2 separate regions of the Hordeum vulgare genome follow, and region 2 is linked to region 1. Evidence: chromatin contacts called from public Hi-C data. All regions are on one chromosome and are shown on one strand. The core of a region is the stretch at or near the end of the contact, and the rest is flanking DNA. Distances in the headings are between cores, read along the strand shown. Region 1 holds the start of LOC123399376. Region 2 holds the start of LOC123399386.

What was found. A called contact is a pair of places that touch in the nucleus more often than the background predicts.
Region 2: a contact with region 1 is called in a Hi-C map of seedling, with 4 times the contacts expected there. The contact joins the promoter of LOC123399386 here to the promoter of LOC123399376 in region 1. A contact is called at or near these places in 2 of 6 Hi-C or Micro-C datasets (leaf and seedling).

What each region holds. Positions count from the first base shown.
Region 1 is chr5H:477,493,113-477,500,774 of MorexV3_pseudomolecules_assembly, reverse strand. It overlaps LOC123399376, which reads right to left and starts at 3,554. Exons shown (of 7, transcript XM_045093791.1): 1 at 3,328-3,554; 2 at 2,075-2,599; 3 at 1,854-1,975; 4 at 1,696-1,736; 5 at 1,509-1,607; 6 at 830-1,027; 7 at 386-625. The coding sequence starts at 3,532. The coding sequence ends at 856.
Region 2 is chr5H:477,710,231-477,717,892 of MorexV3_pseudomolecules_assembly, reverse strand. LOC123399386 reads right to left here and starts at 2,662. Exons shown (of 4, transcript XM_045093800.1): 1 at 2,002-2,662; 2 at 422-705; 3 at 61-288. The coding sequence starts at 2,410.

The sequences.
Region 1 (7,662 bases), core at 2,305-4,804:
AACAAGAAGCGCAGCTGGGCCCAGACCTGGCGGGCGGTGCCGTGGGCGGCCATGACCTCGTCCAGCAGCTCGTCGGAGATGGTGGTGTAGATCCAGAGGGCGACGGTGACGTCCACGCGCATCCACTCCTCGTCACCGTCGTGCGTGGGGTGGGCCTGCTCCTCGACGTGGTCGCCGGCGCCGAACTCGGCGAGCGCGGAGAGCATGGCGTCCCTCCACTCGGCGTAGTTGTCGGCGTCGAAGTCTAGCTTGGAGGGGACGCGGGTGAGGATGTCCGCTTTGTGGATGGATAAGGGCGCCGGCGGAGAAGCCTCGCCGGACGAGGATGCGTCCAGAGCGCCCTGGCCGGCGGCGGGCATCGTGTCGAGGTCAGAGGCGGCGCTCATGGTGGATGGGCCGGGAGGAAAGATTACTCAGATCCAGAATTATCTGCCTGATTCATCGATCAGGTTGTGTACGTGCGTCTTTTATAGAAGGAAATAGATGGACAAGATTTGGCTAAGTACACATCTGAATCTGGACGTTTGCATGCGATGCATGCAGCGGAGGAAGCGGCCGTGGGTTGTTGAGATCCGCTGGGCTGGCGTGATCCGGACTTTCTTGCAGCGCTCAGGTACTCGGCTACCTGCGACGAACCTGTCAACTGTCAAGCGCTGGTATCTGCCAAGAAGATCAAATGATAGCGAGTACATTTTCTCTAAAAAAATGATACTACGTAGTACTACAAGATAAATCATTCACATAGGTGAATGGAAGAAGCTCAATGATTCTGAGACAGAAAATGTAGGAGTATTTGGCAAGCACAGAAAGTATAGGACAAGAACTTAACTATCTGGTTTCTGAGCTCCAAATGTTTTACAGTTTTGACCTGGGTTCAGCGTTTCCTGGTATATGCAGCGCTTCATAATGGCCACAGCCATGATAGAGGACTCGGATTGGGTCTTCCTTCCCGTACTCCTGGCCATACTCTGCGATCGCTATCAAACCGCCCGCTGCTTCTTCGCGCATATAAACAGTGATCGGCATCCTGAAACACAACGATGATTGATATTCTTACTGCCTTTGTACCTCAATGTTGCAAAGGGGCGAATTTAAAAACAAAACCTACAAAAGAGCTATCTTTGTTGGACTACAGTAATAGATTCTCATCGACGTGGCAATTGGAACATTCCTCGTTATTTTTCTATATAATAATGGGGTGAAGACAGAAAACCACAATCGCAGCACCTTGAGGTGCGTATATACTAGGAAACCAAATATTAGAAGAAGAAACAAGGTCAAGGGGGAGTAGCCTTAAACGTCAGACACTCAGACTTAAATATTGTGCTACATCAGTATCACTGACTTGTGACGCGCGGCTAAGGTAAAAGTGAAACAACTTACTGTAAGTGCTCAATTAGGATCATGCAGTGATAAATAGCAAACAGTTTGAAAACATTCTGATATCCTGGCTAATAGTACTCATCTTTTAAAGCCTATCTCAACAGAAAAATAGTCAAATTACTCACTGAAGAACATGAGAAGCCATGAGCAATTCTGGCTCTCCTCCCCACACATGTGGCTTCCTAATCTGAGAGACATATGTATCGAAATTGCCCTCAATAAACCTGCAAATTGATGTTACAACAAAGGGTAAGCATACGTGTAGCACAACATTGCTGTGAAGAAAGAACAACAGCAGGATAAGGAACTAACCATTCAGTCTCTGTCCGTCTCTTGATAAACTCATCAGCAACCTAACAATAGAAAAGTTATCTACAAATTTCAGACATGACTAAGCAAGAAAAAATATCTTCAGTGTTGAGAACAATATTCATCAAAAGTATGACATCAGCTTTACATTATAAACATACCAATGTTCTTAAATCATCAGCGAGCTTTCTCTGAAGATTCTCATTAGGTATGGGTTTCCCTGACCTAATGCACTCACCATGAGCCACAGAACGAAACAAGCATCTACCGTCCCCAGGAATGCCTGCGGGTCTCGTGTGAGATAGTCACAAAGTGATTTTATGCTTTGACTACGTGCATATAAGCATAATATATATAGAAGCAAAATGTTCCACACACTCACCAGTGACAGAATACTCTGTGTAAACTTTCTTCCCATGAGCACAACTAGTGGATGTTTTGGAATCAATGTCATTATCCACCGGACCCTCAGCATTTGCTATCCCAGAAACTGCGAAACTCAAGAAAAGTGCAGTGCATGTACCTCCTATTTTTTGTGCTGAACTTCTGGTTGTTCGCGAGTTCCAGCTAATACTAGAAAACTTGCGATGTGAGGTCATGTCAAGCTTAGCATGTAGGATACGATCTCTCGCTGATAATCCATGTTTAGACTGTTGCTCCAAGCAGGCAAAGCATGCCCCATTTTGCAGACGAGATGATGTTGTGCTCTTAGGAGAAAGACTAACTAACCCCATTTTTGTGTGATAACTGACTGCATGTGAGCGAGAATGCTTCCAGAAGGCCATGCTCTGTGACAATCCTCCTAGTAACTGACCAGGCTGAGAATACATGGTATAAGTGCAGCGTTGCAAACATATAGCGGGCGTGTAACGCAGCAGCATCCGCTTCCAGTGGCACCAAGTATAAACTGAAAAACATGGTCAGAGGACCAGGTAAGAATTAGTGGAACATGGGACAATTGATTTCATCTCAAATAAAAACAAGACAGCACACTGAAGTAGATGCATCATGTGACAGTAGCATCACTTTAAGATGACCAACACATGTTGCAGAAGAGCTATAGATTGTATATATAAGTATGCAATTTTGCTATGAGAAAATACTCTGCCAGGCCAGGAGATTGAGAGCATAGAGCCTGATGAACAAATCGACCTTTAGCAAATTGGCATCACTCCTTTTGGCTTTGACGACAAAATAACAGGAAGAAAGGTCCCTGTCTGAATATATGAAATTACTAGTTCGAACATACTGAGCACACACTTGACAGAGTATGCTATAACGAAACTGCATACAAGCTAAACCTGTGGACTTCCCAGAATGTGCTACTACAACAACTGAATTCCCCTCACAAACCATGAACATTTCAAGCACGAGCAGCAAACTGGTCAGCAGAAAACCGAGCTGTTAGTGCTACCACGGATCCCTGTAGACAGCAGATAAGGCCACCTCGCCAGTAGACACACTGGACTTGAGCACTCAAAAGATCACAGCAAGGCAGCACCGGAGGCCATGGGCAATCTACGCTTCATACTATCAAGTTCCTGTGCACCTACTATAGTGGAGCGAAGGTGGTACAGATTACTAGTATTTCGGAGCAGCCCGGATTAGACACCGGAGAGAACGGGGGATTCGCACCTTCAGACTTGGGTCTCCGGATCGAGCCAATCCGGCGGGGGGCGGGGAGATGCGAGGATGGGGCGGGGACGTGGGTAGCAGGGAGGCCGGAGATGCTCAGGCTCCGCAGAGGCAGGAAGAGGCGGAGGGGATTGGGGTCTACTCTCGCCGGATGGAGCCGAGGAGGCGACGATGGCTGTGGCCCGTGGGCTCTTGACGGGCGCATGGCGAATGGCCCGTTCGTGCGAGTTTTCATTGCCGTTATACAATAGTGGCCCACAGTGTACGTAAATAGGAGCTTTGTAGGGTTTTGGACTTTGGCTTACAACCCCTTTTTTTAGCAAATGAGCGCTGCGTCGGAAGAATTTCAAGACCATTTGAAATGGGATAAGAGCATGTCACTTGACGCTCTCTCAGATTCCACCATGAATCTCCCTCCGTTCCATAATTCTTGTCGTTGTTTTAGTTTAAATTTGAACTGAAAAATGACAAGAATTATGGGACGGAGGGAGTATTTTAAAGGATTTTTTAGAAAAATTTAATTTCCATAGATTTTTTTTTGGTTTTTGGTTATCATCAGTCTTTATTCGCTTTTTGATTTTTTTTAAATTAAAATTTTGTGTGAAAAATGCATTTTTCATCCGTAAAAGGCACGTCCATGCTTTTTGGAAATGTTTTTTTTTTGTGAGAGCAGGGTCGTGTCTATAGAAAATGAAAAAATACGGTTTTTTCCTTTGTGAGAGGTATCGTTTTGCTTCCGCAAACCTCGGAACCAAAAAAAACGTGTTTTTTCTTCCGCGTGATCTTGAAAACGAAAAAACATGTTCTTTTGCTTTAGAGAGGCACGATCGTGCCTCTCTTAAACGAGAAAAATGTGTTCTTTTTTTCTTTCTTAAGAGGCACGGGTTTAGGTTTCATGGAGGCATGAATTTACTTCCACAAGACGCACATTCATGACTCTTTCGGAAATGAAAAAAACGTGCTTTTGGTTCGGATTTTTTGTCTAGTTTTTTCTATAAAAACAAAATTCATCAAAACATATCAACATAGGATGTAGTTTTAAAGATTTTGATATGAGGAATGCAACGACGAAACGGTTTGAGATTTGTATGCACGATTTAAGAGATAAAACAATCTAAATAAATGTATCTCCGATTTTTTTTGGAAAACTCGCAGGTTGTGACAACTGACGCACATGCAGTGTGTCACTTGTCATAACCTGGAAGGTGAGAGTTTTTGTTAGGGATACTGGGGAGGTAAGAATGACCTTTACAAATAATGCTTCTTAATTATTGAGTTCGGATGACGGGCTTTCATGATATTTTAAATTTTTTTAGTCTTCACAATATTTTAATGGATGGGACCTGTTTTGAGTAAACTTGCTGACGGGCTACGGCCCGCATAGTTTCTGGTTGCTCCCAAAGGCAACCCAACTACATGGGCCTGCATACTCAAAGAAAAAAATACACGGGCTTTGCTGTTAGATAGATAGAGCGAGCGAGAAGCCCTAGAAAAGGGAAGAAAAATAGAGCGAGCAAGCAAGGCCGCCGCCGACCCGAGGAGCTATCGCCGCCGTCGTACCATGGGGCTGCTGGCGCTCCATCGCCTCATGTCCGTGCGGCAGGACCGGTACACCTGATCCCGTCGTGGTAAGCTGCCGCCTCTCGCCCCCCCCCCCCCCCCCCCCCGTCGCGGTCCGCTCTGATCTTGTGCAAACACGTCCTTGTTCGAGATGGTACTGCTGAACCTGCGTGGCATGAGACCTGGGTTTTTCCTTGTCAACTCGTGTCAATGTCTGCACTATCCATGACATGTTAGACCCAGCTAGTCTAGGAACATATTCAGAGAGGAGCAGAGTGCATCGATGGTATTTTCATGGGCAAATTGCCGAAGGTAGCTTACAGGAGGAGGCACCTAAGCCGACCAGGAACACTGGCGGCGCAGAGTGGGAAACCCTAGAAATATCACATGAGCTCCACAAGCTGAGAATCATGGCTTTATAGCCAAACAAACGCATTAAAAATGATAAAGCATGGTAAGAAAGGTGGCCGGCGCTCGACGCTGGTGCCGGATGGCTATAGCGACGCGGGAGCGAAGCGCAACCCTTGGATTGACGATCAACGTGGCAGGTTGCGTCTGGCACGAGCGAAGCGGTACGGGAGTCGCTGGAGCGTTGGATCGTCGATGGGTGGCTGAGGTTGCTTGGCGCCATCATTCAAACTTTGAACAGCCGCGCCTTCTTCCTCGCTGGGTCCTAACAACTCCCCCCGATTGACAACAGACCTGTCCCCAGGGATGAATGTTGGAAACACCTTCTGGATGAAAGTGGCATCTTCCCAAGTAGCGTCGCTCTCCTCCAGGTTTGTACACTTGATCAACCATCGAACCACAAGTATTTGGATATCGCCCTGAACTCTCGGAATGAGCTTTCTCTCCAGCAGTTTCTCTGGTTCCAGTAGGATGGATCCATTGGCATGCAGAAGAGGGAGGTTGGGGTTGGGTATTGCTTTTGGGCCCAGGTGTTGCTTTAGCTGACTGACATGGAAGGTGGGTGGAGCTTGCAATGGTCAGGAAGTAGTAGCTTATAGGCTACAGGCCCAATCTTTTGTATGATCCTAAAAGGACCATAATATTTGGAGTGAAGTTTGAGGCATCTGTGAACACTAAGTGTAGTGTGTCTGTAGGGTTGCAACTTGAGGTAGACCATATCTCCCACTGCCAGGGATCTTTCTGATCTTTTCTTGTCAGCAAAATGCTTCATTCTCTCTTGAGCCTTGACCAGGTTAGCTTTAATTTGAGCAGCAATCTATTCTGCATTAAGGATGGAAGTGAACTCCTGAGCTTGATCAGGTGGGTACAGGGCAACTTCTGCTAGCATTGTAGGGGGTCTGTTGTAAAGTGCTTGGAAGGGTGTAATTTTCAAAGATGTATGATAGCTGGTGTTGTACCACCATTCAGCCAAAGAGAGCCAACTCATCCATTTGCTAGGTTGAAGGAAGGCCATGCATCTGAGATAGTTTTCCAAGCACTGATTTACCCTTTCTGTTTGGCCATCTGATTGTGGGTGGTAGGAGGTACTCATCTACAATTTAATGCCCAATCTCTTGAATAATTCTTCCCACGGATTACTGGTAAAGATCATGTCCCTGTCTGTAACAATGACAGATGGGAGGCCATGCAGTTTGAAGATGTTGTGAGTGAAAGCAGTGGCCTGATGACCCACAAGTATAGGGGATCTATCGTAGTCCTTTCGATAAGTAAGAGTGTCGAACCCAACGAGGAGCAGAAGGATCTGACAAGTGGTTTTTAGCAAGGTAATATCTGCAAGCACTGAAATTATCGGTATGTGAGAAGATTCGTAGCAAGTAACAAGTAACAAAAGTAACAATGGTGCAACAAAGTGGCCCAATCCCTTTTGTAGCAAGGGACAAGCCTGGACAAAGTCTTATAGGAGGTAAAACGCTCCCGGGGACACATGTGAATTTATGTCAAGCTAGTTTTCATCATGTTCATATGATTCGCGTTCGTTACTTTGATAGTTTGATATGTGGGTGGACCGGCGCTTGGGTGCTGCCCTTACTTGGACAAGCATCCCACTTATGATTAACCCCTCTCGCAAGCATCCGCAACTACTAAAGAATAATTAAGACAAAGTCTAACCATAGCATTAAACCAGTGGATCCAAATCAGCCCCTTACGAAGCAACGCATAAGTTAGGGTTTAAGCTTCTGTCACTCTAGCAGCCCATCATCTACTTACTACTTACCAATGCCTTCCTCTAGGCCCAAATAATGGTGAAGTGTTATGTAGTCGATGTTCACATAACACCACTAGAGGAAAAACAACATACAACACATCAAAATATCGAACGAATACCAAATTCACATGACTACTTATAGCAAGACTTATCCCATGTCCTCAGGAACAAAAGTAACTACTCACAAAGCATAATCATATTCATGACCAGAGAGGTAATGAGTAGCATCAAGGATCTGAACATAAACTCTTCCACCAAGTAATCCAACTAGCATCAACTACAAAGAGTAATTAACACTACTAGCAACCTTACAAGTACCAACCGGAGTCGCGAGACGGAGATTGGTTACAAGAGATGAACTAGGGTTTGGAGATGGGATGGTGCTGATGAAGATGTTGATGGTGATGAGTCCCCTCCGATGAGAGGAGTGTTGGTGACGACTGTTAGGGCATATTTCTCCTAAGTGGTTTTAGTGATTGATGACAATTGTTGTGCGGACTAATCTTGTGTCCTCAGCATTTCCGAATATTCTCCTCTAGGCACAAGATGACTCGACGCCCCTCGGAGGATCTCCAAGGCGTGAGGAGAATATGGTGGCC
Region 2 (7,662 bases), core at 1,413-3,912, 220 kb before region 1:
CGTCATTGACTGAATGTCACTGAATTTTCATTCGACAAGGAGTGGAAACTGGAAATGAACCTCTTCGGTGCGGCTGACGGCGAATCCTAGCCTGGTGTCACCTTCCTGAAGCTGGATCTCCAGCGGCATTTCTCCCGCCGTGGAGCTGTACCAAAGCCGGGCCGCCTTCACCACGCCGATGTCCACCCCGTGGTAATCCTCGAAACCGTAGAGCGTCGCGTTCACGAGGTTCGACATGTCGGACAAGGACCCGGAGTTGACGGTCGCAGACGCCGTCTCCCCAGATATCTGAGCATTTGAGTTGAGGGTGTGAAGATGAAATCACTATCCGAGCAAACTGAACCTTGACTGGCTATTATCAGGTGCAAACCAACTGAAAGGTCTCAAAGTCTGTTTCAGCATAAGGAACTTCTGAAGTCACCTTGGTGAGAAGAGCTTCGCTCTGCAGGTTCATGAACTCGATGGGGATCCCCGAGTCCTGCGACGAGTAAAGCCATGTGTTGGCGCGAGCCAACGTGTCCTCGAAGGACTCGTACCGGCACGCGTTCAGGTCCAGCGCCTTGGGGAGGACGAGCATGGAGAGGAAGCAGCTCGAGTTGGGCGTGCGCAGCGAGTCGCGCATCTTCTTGTCCCATGGATACATGACGTACCCGTCCTGGAGCTGCGCCCGGCTCAGCGCCGATGCCACCCTTGTGCCTCTTGTGCCTTTTGCCAATGGAGAAGACACATGTTTTACATATCAAGGTCATCACAAATTCACAATAACGCATGCTTAATGTACCGTGTGCAAGATATATATCGTTTGCGAAAGGAAGCATCAATCAAGTATTCAGAAGCACTGCCAAAGGGTTTTCTGAAAGAAGAGAACTTGCATGATTTCGCCGTAAAATGAACAGCTAGAAATCGTGAGGATAAGTAGACATTAAACAGTCGCAATTACTCCCTTCGTTTCTAGATATAAGTCTTTTTTCGAGATTTCACTACAAACTATATACGGATGTATATAGACATACTCTAAAGTGTTGATTCAATCATTTTACTCCGTATGTAGTAGTTCGTAGTAAAATCTTTATAAAGACTTATATTTAGAAACGAAGTGAATAGTAAGCATCAACCTGTAGATAGTTTATTTATTTATTGTTTGCGAGAAACTGCTAGGCGGATGTTAAGTCATACTCCGACATGGTCAGACTCAGACCATACCAACTGCAAAGGACCCCGATTAACTTGCCAGGAAGCCACAAACGATGGCTGTTTACAAGGACCACCACGTCGTCAACAGTCGACCATGACATATTCCCCAGCGAAGACAAGAAAACGAGTGAAACGCACGAGGAATTGACCACCACCTACATAGACAGATGGCCAATTTCTTTATTGTCAGACCAATTTCCTTACATGTTTCAGCAACGTCTTCCCGTTCTCCCTAATTTATTATCTTCTCATTCCACTTTGCTTCCTTTGTTTTCTGTTTATGTTGCTATCATCAGTTCTAGTTAGTGACAGTTAATGCACATTAGTTTTCTAGCATTGTGCAAGAACGAATGTGAATATGAAATGCAGGATATTTGCCTTGCAACAATGCTGCTGAAAGATCAGCCAATCAGGATATTCCCAATCTAGTCTGAACCCCAGACTTGACAGCAAGCTTGTCTTTTCGCAACTGACGTGGAGTGGAACACATAGGCAACGCGTACGTGCTGAAAGCCAGCCCGTATCGAATCTATCTGGCTGATACTCCTCTATGTTTTTCTTACTGGCGCTCGTGCTGAGATATCCACGCACGCATACGACTCTGACATGGAGAATTGACAGCAAATTTATCCAGTTCATACATAATTCAGTACTGGTGGTAGATATCACTGTCAGATCACGCAATTTCAGTCCATGATTGATGATTCAGCAGGAAGAAGAACAGATGGGAATGAAAATTGAGGGATGGCTCTTGGGGGTGAGGAAGAGCCGGGTGTGTGATCGAGTTGATCTGGTTAGTGATTTTACCTTGGAGGACGAGGCACTCGCTCTCGAGGCGATCGCCGAAGCCGAGCACGTAGTTGGGGTCGTGGAGGGAGCGGAGCACGTACTGCTTCCGGGCGCTGGCGCCGCCGGGGTGCGGCAGGACGCAGGCCTGCAGGTGCTTGCCGCCGCGGACGCGGACCTCGACGGAGGTGTCGCCGCGCTTGAACGCCTTGTGGAGGGCCTTGTGCAGCCCGGCGCGGCCGCCCTTGAAGGGCGCGTCTAGGGACGCCGCGCCGGAGCCCAGCCCGACCCGGACCGACTCCACCACGTCGCCCTCCTGCACCACGGCGCCCCCGCCGCCCCACTCCTCCGCCTTGGAGCTCCCCGCCACGCACTCCAGCACCACCACCACCGCCGCCTCCCGCTTCCGCCTCCCCTCCTCCTGCTCCATGGCCCGCTTGTCCCCCCCGGAAGCGGTCACCACGCGCGCGCTGCCCGCTTTGTGCCGGCGCCGGCGGGCAAGCTAGTGGTGCGGGCGGCAGGGGGAGCAGTCACGTGCCGCCCGTGAGGCGCGCGGGGAAGGGAGTGGACCAGGAGATGGAGACGGGCAGGGAGCCTTGGCCTGGGACGACGCCGGAGAGCGGCCGGCGCGCTCGCTCCTCGTGCGCGTGCGCGTGCGCTTGCCAAGCCGGCAGTGTGTACGTGCGCGGCGAGAGAGGGTTCCCATTTAACGAGAGGGGGACACGACGGGTGACGGGGTGACCGGGTGAGGTCGCCGTCATGGCGGCACGCGGTGGGCGAAGCCGACCAATCGCGTCGCATCAGGTGCGCTCGCGCGGCCGCGACGCTGCGGAGCGGGCTCCCCGCCGGCAGCTGGCGTGCTACCGCGTGGACCGGAGTGGCTGGCCGCCTCGTTGGTTTAGCCGTCGACCGACGGGTTTGGATTTCGGAGTCGTGTCAACCTCCCCGTGCAGTGTCGTGCCGTGTCTGTTGAAACCATCTCGTGCTGTGCCGGCCGATCGGCGCAAACACACACGTCACAAAATGAACCTACTCGCAGAAAGTCTGAATAAGGATAGAGTTCCCGGAAATTAGTAGTTCAGCTCGGTTATGTATTGAAGAAAAAACTAGGGTCCCGATATTCATCACACGTGTGGCATATTAGACATTCGTTCACATACGATGCATGGCGTATGCAAAAGACAGTTCACATGATCATGTATGGGCGAATAGTAGAACCGCCCACACGTGTGGGCACACCTACTTCGTATCACATGCTAACATTTTAGTTACTCCGTGAATGACAACTCTAGTTATCCGGGCTGACAACTGCAGTTGTAAAAACATGATAATTCTTTCTGTTTTGGTTAACTATAGTTACCCCCGGATGAAATTTTAGTTACCCAGGGATAGTTGTCATGTGTGTTTACCTAGTTATCAATATGGTCCAACCATAGTGGTCATGTATGGTTAATCGTTGCTGCCATGTGTGTTTACCTGGTTGTCACGTACGTACAGCTACAGTTGTCATCTAGCAATGAATCATAATTGTCATGTGTGTTTACGTAGTTGTCACGTAAGCGCAACTCCAATTGTCATCTGACAACATACGCGCTCGTGTGAGCGAAGGACAGTTCGCCCACACATGCATGGACTAAATGGTGACTGTGTGGGCATAAATTGGTTCGCTCACACAGCGCAGCTGGCAACCGCATGTTGTGGATCGTGTGAACGAATTCTCCAACGTCCACACATACGATGATGCCTACGTTGTATTGAAATTTCAACAATTTTTTTTAAGATTTGTGCAAAATAGAATTAACATGAATAGATGTGTATGGACGAAATGCAAACAGCCATATATGTGGACATTATCATTTTCCAAAAACTAATATAAAATCAGACCTTAAACCATTTCTAGTCGATTCCTAACAGGCCATAAAGGAGTAAAAATTTCGGTTTACTTTCTTACGATGGACCGAGGCGATCCTAAAAATGTTAAGGGAGTAATTTTTTTTACTCCAACTTCCTATTGTTGGCATTAGATTTTGAAACGAGGAAAAATATTATTAACATGGATTCAAATTAAGAAGTCCTCTACATGAAAAAGTTTCATAGTATTGACATAAAAATATCTTTGAAGTTTGGGCCATCGTTGTCCGATCTCCTTTGAAAGGCCGAAACTATGCTCAAAGTACTGATATTTCATATTCAGAGTACTATTCGATCGATTAATCCCCCAAGACAATCTTCTATGAGAAAATGTTCGACATGGGTTGTCTTCGTCTCATTGAAACGATCGGTTTTGATATAAAAATCATCTCAATCCGAGATCGTATGCAAAAGGTAGAGCCATCGGAGTGTGGCCCTACCACGAGCCAAAAAGTGACGCGAGTCTGGTAGGTAGCGTCCTGACTGTTTGTTTTGCATGAGCGTTTCGGTCCACAAGACATCTTTGAATCGAAAAATGTTCAACATGAAAATTGTTCATCTCGTCAAAATTGTTAAGTTTTATATTGGGCTCATCTTCATCCGAGGTCTTTTTCAGCCTATGAGACCCAAAAACCAAACTGTTGTCTTAGACTTACCTAAATTCGAGTTCGGTTAATTTTGGAAATATTTGGACGGGATTTGGAGTCCTTTTCTTATACGGGAAGTCCAGCCGCCTCATAAATAGATGAGAGGTGACAATCGATTGAACAACACCAATCGAACAAATCAATCTATACTACTTTTTCATGTTCATCTACTTTTTTATCCCCCTTGTATCTTCTTCTCATTCTTCATCGTTCTTCAATATTGGAGGGCAGCGAATCCACGAGGTCCTAGGGGCGCTCAGGCCGACCTAGGGCAGCCCATAGCCACTACGCACCCTGATGGAGTCCCTCTCGGACAGGTGGGGTTTCGGGTCCTCAAAAGCGATCGTCAGATTGCTTGCGTACCACGCTTCCAGATGGGTCTCCTTCGACGTGAGTTGCGGTGCATGACCCCTGGTGTCGAGGGTACACGTTGATGTGTTTGTGTGCGGACACACTTTTTGGTGACTCCGCTCGGGAACGAAGCTTCCAACAGTCTCCAGCATGTTCTTGCTACGAGGAAAGCGTCATCAAGCGGCTGAAATTTACGAGGTAACATGTATTATCAATCCCCTTACATAGATGCAAATAGCCATCATGTTGGTGTTGCTAGATCTTTCAACGGACATGTCATGTCGGCTAGCCCTAACAAGCAAACGTCGACTAGTTATTCCATTGGAGAAGCTTGGAATTTACATAATTGTGACATGCAACTTATGGATCCGAACTTTCGTGCATCGGCAACACCTTTCAATATGCAGGTGAACAACACGTGAGTTCGAATGCTCAATATAGGACGCCTCGTATACAAGAGTGTCTCTTATAGTTTTATCCATCGGCAGCTGACTCACAATATGTGGGTTTATCCCCAAACATGTCGATGGATGGGAGAATCATCCATGCTCCCGTTAGCTAGTTGGCCAATTATCCTTAGTCATCATATACTATACCTCATGAGATTAATTGTTTAGCGACATATGCAACTAAAAATATGCATGACTCTGCCTTCCTTTGTGGTTATGGCCGAGTGAATGGAGATGCTACAAGACCATTTGTGCCTAATATTGCAGGAGATGAGGTGGCTCTGGCTGCATTAAAATGTTTAGCCCAAAATAAGAAGATTGGCGCTCTTTGCCTTGAGCAACACGACAAGGGGTTGGTTCCTGATTATGAGGCACTAAGATCTAGGGTTTTGAAAGAATATGAAGTGTTGCTAGTTGATCAAATTATTGAGAGGAAAGATTCAACAACAATGCATGTGTCCTCACCTATCATTGTAGCATGTTATACACCCCCTTGTAAATTGCAAAATTTCGGCAACGTCAATCTAGTGTCGAAGGATCCTAAAAGCATTGGGGGCAAGTCTATCCATGTAGAGCCAAGTTTGCAGAAAAACATGTGGCCCGAATGGACAAGCCCAAGCCAAAGATTATAGGAGATTGTGTCAACAATTTTACTCACCGGCTCTTGAGGGTTTACCAGCATAAAGTTGACACGCTTAAGAAGCACTCAAGAAGAAACGTGAATAGGAAGATTTACAAGAACACGTCAAGTGCCTTCGTTCATGCAACATCCATGTGTTGGAAATATGCCCTAGAGGCAATGATAAATAGTTATTATTATATTTCCTTATTCAAGATAATCATTTATTATCCATGCTAGAATTGTATTGAATGGAAACTCAGATACATGTGTGGATACATAGACAACACATTGTCCCTAGTAAGCATATAGTTGACTAGCTTGTTGATCAAAGATGGTCAAGGTTTCGTGGCCACACACAAGTGTTGTCACTTGATAACGGGATCACATCATTAGTAGAATGATGTGATGGACAAGACCCAAACTATGAACATAGCATTTGATCGTGTTAGTTTATTGCTACTGTTTTCTGCATGTCAATGTATATGTTCCTATGACCATGAGATCATGCAATTCCCGGACACCGGAGGAATACCTTGTGTGTATCAAACGTCGCAACGTAACTGGGTGACTATAAAGATGCTCTACAGGTATCTCCGAAGGTGTCTATTGGGTTGACATGAATCAAGATTGGGATTTGTCACTCCGTATGACGGAAATGTATCTCACGGCCCACTCGGTAATACAACATCGCAAAAGGCCTTGCAAGCAATGTGGCTAAAGAGTTAGTCATGGGATCTTGTATTACGAAACGAGTAAAGAGACTTGCGAGTAACGAGATTGAACTAGGTATAGAAATACCGACGATCGAATCTCGGGCAAGTAACATACCGATGGACAAAGAGAACAACATACGAGATTAACTGAATCCTTGACACAGAGGTTCAACCGTAAAGATATTCGTAGAATATGTAGGAGCCAATATGGAAATCTAGCTCCCGCTATTGGTTATTGACCGGAGAGTGTTTTAGGTCATGTCTACATAGTTCTCGAACCCGCAGGGTCTGCACACTTAAGGTTCGATGACATTTTGGTATAGTTGAATTATTGATGTTGGTAACCGAATGTTGTTTGGAGTCCCAGATGAGATCCTGAATGTCACGAGGGTTTCCAGAATGGTCTGGAGACAAAGATTGATATATAGGAAGTATCCATTTGGTTTTCGGAAGGATTTCGGGCATTACCGATAAAGTACCGAGAGTGACAAATGGGTTCCGGAGTTCCACCGAGAGGGGCCACCCACCCGGGAGGGAACGAAACAGGCCCAAGGGTGGCGCACCAGCCCCTAGTGGGCTAGTATCCAGCCGAAGAAGGCTATTCAGCCGAAGTAGGAGAAGGAAAGGAGAGGTGGGGCAAACGGAATAGGGGAAGGGGACTCCTCCTCCTTGGCGTGCCGGCCAACCCTTAGAATTTTTCCCTAGGGTGCCACCCCTCCCTCCCACCTATATATAGAGGAGGTGAAGAGGCTTTTGTCACTTGAAGCCATGTCGCAACCCTCTCTCCCTCGACCACCTCGTGACACCACATACCTAGCTCAGTACGGTACGACGAAGCCCTGCCGGAGTAGCTCCACCATCACCACCGTCACGTCATCGTGTTGCCGGAGAGTTCACATTCCTCTTCTTCTCTCTTGCTAGATCAAGAAGGCGGAGGTCGTCATCAAGTTGTACGTGTGCTGAACGCGGAGGTGCCGTCCGTTCGGTGC